2 separate regions of the Zea mays genome follow, and region 2 is linked to region 1. The links are chromatin contacts, called in public Hi-C maps. All regions are on one chromosome and are shown on one strand. The core of a region is the stretch at or near the end of the contact, and the rest is flanking DNA. Distances in the headings are between cores, read along the strand shown. Region 1 holds the start of LOC778432 (CMO protein). Region 2 holds the start of LOC100278611.

Region 1 (6,205 bases), core at 2,628-5,127:
GTATGGCCAGGATCACAAATAGGTTATAAAACATTTTCTTATAACAATATAAGACACATTTTATATATAAATTATCATGGTATTATATGTTTCTGTTGCAACGCACATGCACTCACCTAGTATGATTGATGTATCGTCGCAACGCACGAGCATGATACTAGTAATATATATAAGGCAATGGGTCCGAGAAAAATAACAAGTATATGGGTGCCTAGATCGTCATATTTGAGATGCTAAAACAAACAAAAAACTATGAATCATAAACCTAAAATAGCAAAAAAAAACATATAGCCTGGGTATTTGAGATCCTCACAGTTACGGTTGTAGTGGTCCTAGTAGCATCTAAGAATGTCTAGGACTCAACAGTTCTATGACGCATACCAAAAAATCTAGGATTCACAAACCAAAAAGTCAAACGTAAGAGAGTTCGACTCATAAAAATATACTAGGTCATTGCCCGTACGTTGCAACGTGAACATATAATATTTCGATAACTTATATATATACATATGTGTTATATAGTTATGAGATAGAGGATGACATTGAAGAGAAACTCAAGCATGTGACGCACGGGCACTCACCTAGTGTATTATATAAGATAAGTCAGTGCCCGTGTATTACATCTGGAACATATAATATCTCGATAACTTATATATACAAATATGTATTATACGATTATGAGATGGATGACAACATCCGCGAGTCGTCCGGAATGATATCAAAGAGAAACCCAGGCCTGCAACGCACGGGCACTCACATAATAGTGTATTATATAAAATTTAACAAGAAGATTTAATGGCAAAATTTCAAAATCAATAAATATAAAATAAACATAAGCATAACTATCTATTTCATCTATTTTTTACATAATACGATCAAGGTACTCTTGTATATTTCCAGGACTGTTAAATCGATATGTGTTCCCCTCGTATGTCAACAGATCAATAAATAAATTCCTACGCAGAGTCGTACCATCCTGTAAAAATGGTATAAGTAATATTATCCTTAACTACAAATTACATATATGCTATTATTCTCACCATACTAAGTTACGCTTTTAAACCATTGTCCCACCACTCCATAATGTGCAGAGCAAAATGACCAGTATTAAGACTGAAAATGTTACCAACTTTGTTATATTATGAAATTATAAACATAACATCTATATATATGACATAATAATTTTAAGTAATTACCCTTTTAAGTCGATTGGAGCATTAGGTCGAATTGAATGTCGCCACATATAAATGTCATGTGACCATCCAATACGTTCGACACCGTATACATCCTTATATTTCTTCGAAATAAGAAGAATAGCTTCCCAAAATATTTTTAGTGGTATATCTTTGCACCATTCTAGAGTAGGTGTGAAATTAAACACATACACAAATTTGTTTGCATGATTAATAACGAAAAGTACATAGCCGGTAGAGTATCTCCATGGCATAAGAACCTGTAAACCATGAGACATTAGAATTATATGTTTGCACAATTTATTTAACTATATAGATCAAAGGAATTCTGACTTACAAATTTGCAAAGTGTGATGTAATAATTCATTTGAGGCCAATTATTTAATGTTTTTATCAACTCTATCACGCTATGATCCTTATATGACTTCGCTTCTTCGTCAAAACCACACATTTCCTAGAGAAAACATAATAATATAATAGGGAAGTGCCCGTGCATTGCAACAGGAACATATAATACCATGATAACATATAATAACACGATAACTCATGTACAAATATGTGTTATACCGTTATGAGAAAATGTTTCGTAATCCATTTATGATACTAGTCATACATAAATTGTTATTTTATTCTAGTTATTTCACCACTATATTGCAATATCATACAAACTTCTATATATGACAGTATAATACTCGTGTGTTGCAACAACATACAAATATTGGATGCAATGTTAGTACGCAACGATAAATAAACAATACATATACTATCATCAACCTCAATGTGTGTAAGTGTGTTATATGCAAAGGGAGCATTGCTCAATCCAGGAACGAAAAAATGTAGGAAGGTCTGATTTTATTTTGGATAACAATAAACCTATAATTTCAGATGATATGCGATTATATTTTATAATAAACCTATCTTATGTCTCCTTTTTTAGATGAATTAGATCCTTTATTCTTTATTTTTTTCTATTTATTAGGCTTTGGTAACGAGAGTCATATACTCATATCGATGCCTTTATTGATTGATCCACGGATACACAAAAGATAAAAATAAGAAAAATAAAAGTATTCATGTAATCAAGCCATAAAATTGCATGAAGACTCCATCCGATGGGGTACAATATATTGCAAAAAAATTGCAAGAGTGTGGGGCTGCACCAACAAAATAACAACTGTGTGAAAGAGGAGCCACCTAAAGATAAATCTTGTACAAGAAATATGAGAATTCAATCATAGACCAACTAATAGAATAATCGTACAAAAATAAGTTTGGCCAGCAAGCAATGTTCTTAATTAAATATCCTGATGTTTGCAGTCATATCATTTAACACTATGACCAGATAAGAAGTGACTCAGTACCAACAGTGGTGAGGTCACACATTTCTCAATGGCGAGAACAACACCATCCTTTGTCTTCAACCCAATCGCAGTGGATCTCAACTGTATTAGCAAAAGAAATAACAACATAAGCATCACTTCATCACGAAACCCCACATGAATCCTGCAACTAAAAGGTCCTAGCATTTTAATACAAGTATTTGTCCTTGAGCTATTCTATACTTAATGCCAATGGCACACAACAACCTGACTGGCAAGGGATAAAAACTAAAAAAAGCTTGGCATTACATCTCAGATGACATAGTACCAAACTAACGAGACACACAACCACAAAACATTGCAAATCACAAACTTAAATTAGTAAGAACAAGTGAGACATCTCCAGAGTCTAGAGTTCATCATACAACACCATCCATTCATAAATCACAATAATTTGTTAATCATAAGAAACCCACCTACTCCCTTTCAGGTTTTGCACTCACACAACTGCCAAACCCCCAAAAATATGCCCCGTACAGCCACAAAAACACATAACTTCTGCTAACACACAACAAAACCACATACCGCAAGTCGACATCTTGGCATCCTCGTTGCTCAGATTCAATCGAGCGCCTCGCCCTCTAGCTACGACCAGTGTTCACCTAAACAGCAAACAACGGAAACCTATTCAGTTTAGGCCAATAGGCCATAAATGGCCCTGCAAACAGTCGATGCAGACCATGTGGACGACGCACTGGGCAGTGTAACCAGCGATCTAGAAACGAAGTGTTTCAGAGTCCTGGGAAAATTAATCACAAACAAAAGCAGCAAGCGAGGAGGCGAAAGGGCGCGTTAAAGGGATACCAGCTTGGCCGTCTCGGGTAGTAAAAGGAGACTTGGGAGAGAAACAATGTTTGTCTGTAGAAATAAATTGAACAACCACAACATAACACAAAACAACAGTAGTTGGCTTGGTTAAGCGTGGGCTCCCCTATAGAATCAGTCACAGTTCGAACCTTGTACACCACATTTTTTTGCCGCGCGGGAGGGAGGCGAGTGGCAGAACAGCCACCGCGCGGGAGGGAGGCGAGTGGCAGAACAGCCAGAGGCAGGCTACCCTTATAGCCTCAATAAGTAGTATATAGAATAAATATATGGGCTTATATTTGTGATTAGAAGTGAATACAAATCTTAGCAACTCGCAAATAAAATAAATTTCTAAAAAGAAGTTTTTTAGGAGACTGTGCAGCCACTGAAGTAATGGTACATTATTACTGGGCCCTTTCTGGGCCGGCCCAACCAGGGGAAGTGGAGGAACGGGTCTAATCGTTTTTTCCGCGAAACAAACGCCATCCGCCCGTTAACGACCTCCAGGAAGGACCGCACTCCTTAGTCCTTACACCCACCACCACCAGACCCCTGTCGCACTCGTGTGCCGGCCGGCGACGGCGATGATGGCGACTGGCCGATCGCTCGCCGGGGTATACTCCGCCAGAGCCACCCGCCCCATGCCTCTACGCGCCGGCGCACGGGCGCCCTGCGCCGGTGCCGCCGCGGCCGAGCCTGCGGCCGAGCACGTGCGGAGGCTCGTGGCGGAGTTCGACCCGGCGGTCCCGCTGGACTCCGCGGTCACGCCGCCGAGCGGGTGGTACACCGACCCGGATTTTCTCCAGCTCGAGATCGACAGCGTCTTCTTCCGCGGGTGGCAGGCTGTCGGTAGGCTCGATTCCCCCGTCTCGACTTGAGCTGCGAAAATCCATTTCCACCGAAGATTGTCCGTCTGCCAAGTGCCATGACTTAGGAGATGACCTGTTAGTGATTGTTGGAACCATAGGGTGTGTTTGGTTTGATGAATAAAGTGATCTATCTTCTTCTCACTCCTCACATAGAATGAGTCGATCCATCACCACCCTATTTCTCATAAGCTAATAATTAGTATATATGAGAAGTGGGTTGATTTCACCAAAATTGATGAAATTAACTTATGATGCATCACCTCATGAGGCATTGGATGACTTCACAAACCAAACACACCATTAGCCCACAAACCAAACACACCATTAGCAGGCGTGCTAGTGATCCATTCCCATCACTGGATGAGTGGATGGGACCGAGAGAGTGAGAGGGTCGGGTTTTTGCACTCGAGCCTTATGCTTCCATTGCTTTGTCTTTCGACTATTAAGACGTTATTAAGAGAATGGTAATAGGATCTCTTACCGGTGGTAATGGTAGTTATAATTGGATTGATAGTAGTATCTATTACTACCGGAAAGAGCTCAACTAAACAAAAGTATATCCATTACCCATGAATTCCAGGTTTAGTACTGCAATGTAACACTGGCTGGTTAGGATTTGTATTTTTAAGATCGACCCATAATTTATCATCGCATACTATTTCTTCAGTACATTGTTCACTAAATGTACTGATCTACATGTTCACATGTTTCAGCTTCTGCCAGCTATGTTACCCTGACACGGGGATACGGATATGTGATACGTCGATACCCCGATACACCATTTCTCAAAAAACACTGATACGACGATACGTAAATATATATTATAAATAAAAATAAATAGCAGGATTATTAGCGACGTACAAAACTACCTTCGCTGCCACTGGCCTCAGTAGATACAGAAACAGAAGCATTTGAACTCGCTGGTCGCTGCCATGGGATCTAACAAGACCGGAGTTGTACCGGTCAACAAATTGAGAAGCAAGGAGTTTGAGAAGCAAGAAGGGAAGATAAGAACACAGACCTACAGATTGATTTGTGGCAAAGGTGTGCAGGCAGACACAAAACACACCAACGTCGACCTGTGGATCGATGGGCGTCACTGTGACATGGATCGGCGACAATGGCCACAAACCCACAGTCTGGCAGCGGCAGCTACAGACCCACCAATCATCGGGCGGCAACTCCAATCGGCAACTGATGACCACATATCGATTGCGACAGCAGCCACGAGCCCACGGCTCATCAGGCGGCGGCTCCAATCAATGAACGGCAGCCACAGACCTCATGGCGGCGGCACCAATCGACGGCTGGTAGGCTGATAGCCACAGACCTCACTGCGCGCCGGCGACTGGCAGGCTGACGGTCACAGACCTTGCGACGCGCCGGCGGCTGCTCCAATCGGTGACTGACGGGTGACGGCAACGGTGGCCACAAACCGGCAAACTACAGTGGAGGCGACCGGACCGGCGAACTACAACAGAGGCGGCCACATACCGACGAACTGCGGCGGTTGGGGACGCACAAGAGGAGGCAGGGAGGTGGCTTTGGGCAGTGATTATGCGATACAGGAGCACGAGTGTATACTACGAACTAGGGTTGGGACGTATCCCGCAGGTATCGGAGAGGTATCCATGGAGTATCCGTCTTTTTTTATTTATTTAAATCTGTAGAAATATCCGATATTTCTCCGGTACGTATCCGTAAGTATCCGAGAGGTATCCGTATCCGATACGTTATCCGACACCATTACGTGAGTTTTGTGAAGTATCTGCGCATCATAGTCTGCCAGCATCCGTAGTTACTCTCTGAATGCTCATTCCGTGACACCTTTTAAATTTACAAATGCTCTTTTCCAGGTCACATATGGCAAGTGAAGAACCCAAATGATTTCTTCACAGGAAGGTGCTTACGTCTTGTTTCGATGCCTCAGTAGTTCCAGTTAGTAGTAATTTTGCTA
Region 2 (6,260 bases), core at 3,201-5,700, 250 kb before region 1:
CGACCCGGGCACTACGACAGAAAACACACAAAACACATATACATTCACAAAACACAATTAAACATACTAAAATACTAATATTGAGCTATTTAGTGCAACGGCTGCCTCATTAAAAACCTATCTAGGTAAAAACTCACCCTTGTGAGAAAACCCTAGATAGGAAAAAAGAGTACAACCCATAGCTCATTTAGTGTTCTTACATATCACAGAGTGAGAGTCATTGTTTACAGTGTACATTTTAGTTACATGCACATCAGCTGAAATATGATCAAACTAGCTAAATAAGATCAGTCTTCGACATGTGGTTGTGGATCAGTAGGTGTCTAAGATTGAGATGCATGAGAGGAGCCTGGAGTGTTAACTGGAACTTGTTCATCATCAAGATATAGATCAGAGAATGAGTCTTCAAGTTCTTTGTTCTCAACAGTGTGTTGGGTCCTTGCATTCCCTTCCTCCCAGTCCTTGATGCAGGTCAGCATCTCGACCATCTTCGAGGTCAGTCGACGTCAATGCTCCTCGATAATCCTGCCAGTGAGACTGAAAGCACTTTCTGATGAAATGGTAGAGACATGCACAATTAGTACATCCTTAGCCAACATAGAAAGAGATGGGTAGGTCAGCTTGTGATCCTGCCACCACGTCAACAGATTAAAGTCATCATCATACTTCTGGACAGTATAACTATCCAAATATGCTGATAACTCAGAACCAGCCCCAAGAGATGCACAATTGCTTGCTGCTTGCAGCAAATCACTAGCTGAAGTGTGTCTAGAGAGAGAAGCAGATGGAGTGGGGTTGGAAGAAGAACCTGTTCCACCAATTGGGGTTGAAAACAAATCATCATCATCATCACCATATATCATACCCCAGTTAGTCCTTTTCTTACCAGTCCTTGTTGTTTGTGAGGGTCTAACTAAGGGCACTGCACCAAACTTAGCTTCATACTTGTTAAATACCTCAGTTAATTGTGCTCTTACAAGAGTTAAATAACCAGAGTAATCATGGTGTGTGACACCAGCTAAAATAGATAGAACTCTATTGAAGCCCCTCAATTTGGCTCTAGGATCAAGAATGAATGCAAATGAATAGAGAAGTGGAATATCCCTCCAGTACTTAAGGAACTTAGTTTGCATAGGAAAAACAACAGTTCCAAGCAATCTATCATGTTCATATGAATTTAGATGTTTAGCAATCTGAATTATATGATGCATCATCAATGAAGATATTGGATAGTAGACACCAGATAGAACACATGTTGAGTCATAAAATAGTTCAAGGAATACCAGGATTTTTTCAGCAACATACCAGTGATCATCAGACAAAAGCAAAGGTCCACCTACAGCTCTAGGGTAGTGAGTTTGAATGAACACATCAAATGTGTTCCTGTAAGGCAGTAGATGCTTAAGCAAAAGGTAAGTGGAGTTCCACCTTACCTCCATATCCAATCCAAACTTACGAGGACATGTATTCATAGCAATGCAATATGATTTGTATAAAGCAATGCGTTGATTAGAAGAGTTCAAAAATGATATAGCAGTTCTAAATGATTCTAGATAAGGTTGAATCCTTTTTAAACCAGACTTAACAATCAAATTCAGAATATGACATGCACACCTTTGATGCAAGCAAACATCCCCAACATAACCACTAAGTAGAGGAGTAAGTCTACCCATAGCAGAGGTATTAGCAGAAGCATTGTCTAGGGTTATAGAAAAGGTTTTATCATTAAGACCATATTCTTTTAACACCTCAAATATTCTCTCAGATATGTTTTCACCACTATGTGAGACATCAATTAGCCTTAGTCCTATTATCCTTTTTTCCAATTCCCATGCAGAATTAACATAATGTACAACAACACTCAAGTAATCCTCTTTAGCATTCCCAGACCATATATCAGATGTCACAGCAACAAAAGAAACAGAATTTGTATTCCCAGACCATATATCAGATGTGGAAGCTCTATTTCTTACCCGAGAACTAGTAGGTGTGTCTGCCTCAGCATCGGCCACAACATTGTCAGGATCTATGTTGATGGGCTCCGGCTCAGTTGAAGGAACAGCAGCCTCACTGCCACCAGTTTGGGCAGGCACAGTGTCGTCGTTGGCCATCAAGCACAGATCACAGAGCACAGGCCACCAGATTAAGAACTTACCAAAGCCGGAGCACCAAATCGGTCCCTTACGGCTAAAATCACAGAACAATAGAGTAGATTAGGGTTTGAACCAACACAGATCACAAATACAAGCACTGGATTAAGAACTTACCAGAGCCGGAGCACCAGATCGGTCCCTCACGGGCGGATCAACTCATAGAACACAAGGTAGTAGAGTAGATTAGGGTTTGAACCAACACAGATTAGAAATACAAGCACTGGATTAAGCACTTACCAAACCCGGAGCATCAGATCGGTTCCTCACGGCGGCTATAATCAGAGAAGGTGTTATAGTAGATTAGGGTTTAGGGTTGGTACACAGATCACAAGAACAAGCACCAGTTACAATACACAAATCACAAGAACAAGCACCGGATTAAGAACATACCAGAGCCGGAGCACCAGATCGGTCCCTCACGGGCGTCTAAAATCACAGAACACAAGGTAGTAGAGTAGATTAGGGTTTAGGGTTCGAACACAGATCACAAACATAGATCACAAGAACAGATCACAAGAACTAACACAAGATTAAGCACTTACCAAAGCCGGAGCACCAGATCGGTCCCTCACGGGTACAATCACAGAGCAAGAAGGCAGTAGAGTAGATTAGGGTTCGGGGTACGAACACAGATCACAAGCACAGATCACAAGAACAAGCACTAGATTAGGAAGTCTCAACCTCGTCGGAGATGTCGGCTAGAGGCTGAAGAAGACGAACACAGAAAGCTTACCGTAACCAAAGCCGTGACCAAACCACCAGGCACCAGCCAAGCAGCTACCAGGTGAGGCCGTGAGGGGAAGCCAGGGGGACGGTGAGGAGGAGCGGTGGAGCACCCTACCGGAGTCGGACCGTGAGGTGGAGAGGCGGAGTCGGACGGTGAGGCGGCGGCGGAGTCGAATCGCCCCCAAATCGCCAGGAGACGGAGAGAACGAGGGCGACACCGCGAGAGACAACGGGCGAGGCGAGAGAGTGTCTGACGAGGCGGGCCCAGAGGAGAGGGGGCGACGGGATATTTGGTCATCGCAGTAGCCGTGCCTAGCCGTGCCTGGGGCTTAATCGTGCCGTGCCCGTGTCGGTCCAGTGTGCCTGGTGCTCGGCCCAAGCACGACACTACCTATCGGGCCGTGCCGGCACGGGCCCGGCTCCACCCGTGTCGTGCCGTGCCCAGGCACTACGGGCCGTGCCGTGCTCCGGGTCGGCCCGATTAGCCCGGCACGGCTGGCCATCTATACATCTGATGCTTCACAATCAGAGCAGTGCACATCAAAGATGATCCAACATTGCTTCAGTAAATATTGTAGACCGATAAACTAATAATAATAGTTCTTTTTTCAACACGGTTAAATATGTTATCGATGCATGTAGCATATATGTTGCATACTTGTTATCAATGCATGTAACAACAAAGCAATGAGACATGCACCTAAAATGGCTATACCGGCATCCATAGAGTTTTATTAGAATTTACTTCTAGTATCACGTGTGTGTCGTATATTTCATCTATAGCCCTCCTCAGCCATGTGCATTATATTGGGACGGATGGTGGTGACGAAAGTTATGCTCGCTCTCTGGGCTGATGATTGTCTAGGGATGAAAGTAGATATCTAAATTTTTAGGACAATTTAGTATTTTAAAAGGATCCCTATGAAATTTGGTGTTGATTTTTTATTATGCTATCAAGAACATTATTACAAACAAGAATAAAATGTCGTATAAATTATTTTATGCGTTATTTACTCCCTGCAACGAAAAAAGTGAAAAAATATTTGTATTTGTATCTAACTTTGTATTTGAATTTTACATCTATCATTTGAGAAATGATATGATAAATTTAAGTAGTACCTTTTATGACTCTTTACAAGCTAAATGCTAAAAACAAGAATACACAGCTTTATAGCGGATTCTATATCATATTTGTTCGTAATAAAAAAATTGATATTTGAATAAATATTTATTTCATCACTACAAAGATTTCCGTTCTGTTACGTTTCGTGCATGGTGTTTTTATTTGGGCTTTGGCCCGTTAAACTTAATTAGACTAATTAATCCATGTATAACTTTTTAAGTTTCACTGGCTTGTCCGAAACAAACTATACTACTCAATACTCATGCATGCATGCATGCACAGGGCTGGTGGAGCTAGCGTATGCATGTCCCCGTGTCTAGCTAGATCGATGTCGATGCCGGTATCTATCGGTCTCTATCTATTCGCGTGCGTGGCACAACTGACAACGGCTACGGCTAGCTAGCTGCCTAGCTCTATATAACAAGGCGTGCGAATTCTCCCGGTCCCAGTTCAATCAATCTGCACCCGTTCCGCTCGTCCACCGTTCGCCTACGCCGCGCCGCGCTTGCTCACATCCGCCGACCCTACCCGCCGCCGGCCTGCCTGCATCCGCCTTCCGCCGCCGCTACCATGGCCGACGAGCAGAGCGGGCTTCCCCTGCGGAGGTGGAGGCCTTTCTTCGGCGCTTTCGAGGCGATCGACGGCGTGATTGAGGCATGCGGCTACCCGCGCTCCGAGTTTCGGGACGTGCGTGGCGAAATCGTCGTGCTGCTCCGCGGCGCCACGGATGACGGCGTGGCCGAGCAGCTCTGCGCCGCGCTCGACGACGTCATGGTCGAATCCCTCAAGACGCTGCTGGTCGCGCCCGTCCCGTACGACCTGCTGGCGTCCAGCGACCTGGCAAGGACCGTCGGCGCCCTTGGCAGCCACGGGTCGTTCCGGATCCGGAGCCTCGCGCGCGACGTCGTGCGCGGGTGGAGGGTGGCCGTCGAAGCCTCCTGCACCACTGCTGTAGCGGTGAAGAAGAAGCTCGACAATCTCTCTGCTGATAAGATCCCGCTCCCACGCGCTGCCGTCGACAAGGTGCACGAGAAGAAGCTGCACGTACCGTCTGCCAAGACGCTTCCCGCTGCTGTTGAGGTACACAACAAGAAGCCGCGCGTACCATCAGCAAACATGCTTCCCACCGCCACCGTCACTGCCACCGCTGTCGAGGTACACAACAAGAAGCCGCACGTTCCACCAGCAAAGACGCTTCCTTCCGCAACAATTCTATCGAACCAACAGAAGAACATGAGTGAGACCAAGAAGTCAGCTGTCGCCGAGAGCGAGAAGATGGAGGCTACTAAACGCAAGCTACGGGAGGGTTACCAAGAAGCCGATGGAGTCAAGCGTCGACGCAGCATCCAAACCATCAGGGAGGAGGAGGGGAAGCTGTTGGAGCAGAAGCAATGCAAGATGCATGTGTCCCATCGTATGGAGAGAGGTCCAATAGGATATAGGACTAAGACCTCATCAAGCGTCAGCGGTTCTCGAGCTCGGCTTCCTCCTCACGTGCTTTAGGGCCGGATCTTGTTCTTGTGTGACCATTATTTGTACATTTTTTATGTCAGTTATATCTCCTGTTTATGTATAATGACAAAATTTATCGTCCTGCTGCTACTACCTTGTGTGTGCGTGCACCATTGCTCATTGAACACATAATAAGCATATATATATATATATTTCTAGGCAGAGACGACGCGTCGACAGATAACACTCGACGTGCTAAAAAATGATTCATATACTGGATTCGAAACTAAAGCAAGTGAATTCCATGCTCGTCAAATACAACTAATCGAAATGCGTAGACGCAAACTGTAGCCAGAGTACGTAGCATCTTCGGTCTTCAGGCATTGTAGAGTGAACTGAATTTTAATTAGTCACTGTAATATGTAATCTATGTGACGTATAGCTAGATCATTTTACTACATCTTTCCCGAAAGTTCAGCTCACTAGTTTAGACTGAAATTCTCAACCGTCTGCAAGAATCTAGCGTAGGACGAGACATGCAACTGGATTCAGCTGACATGCATGCAAGTTACGTTTGCTGATGCAAAATATTAATTACCATGTCCGGTGCATCGTGCAGGACGAACATCTACATCAACTTGCCGCCAGTGGCGCCGCCTCTGGGAGGCGAATACGGCTAGTGGGGTCGTTCTTGGGCGCTTACGAGGCTATGGCTATGGCTACGGGTGGTCGCCGATCTCCTTCGCCCTCCGGAGCGTCTCGCCGCCCGGGTCGGCAGTGGCCTCGACACGCTGGTCCTCTTCTTG

The links. Hi-C and Micro-C count contacts between places; a contact is called where the count stands out from the background.
Region 2: a contact with region 1 is called in a Hi-C map of ear, with 2.5 times the contacts expected there. The contact joins the promoter of LOC100278611 here to the promoter of LOC778432 in region 1. A contact is called at or near these places in 2 of 25 Hi-C or Micro-C datasets (ear and tassel).

The regions. Positions count from the first base shown.
Region 1 is chr6:97,125,233-97,131,437 of Zm-B73-REFERENCE-NAM-5.0, reverse strand. LOC778432 (CMO protein) reads left to right here and starts at 3,877. Exons shown (of 10, transcript NM_001112456.2): 1 at 3,877-4,228; 2 at 6,105-6,150. The coding sequence starts at 3,964.
Region 2 is chr6:97,375,512-97,381,771 of Zm-B73-REFERENCE-NAM-5.0, reverse strand. LOC100278611 reads left to right here and starts at 4,450. Exons shown (of 1, transcript NM_001151833.2): 1 at 4,450-5,596. The coding sequence starts at 4,573. The coding sequence ends at 5,505.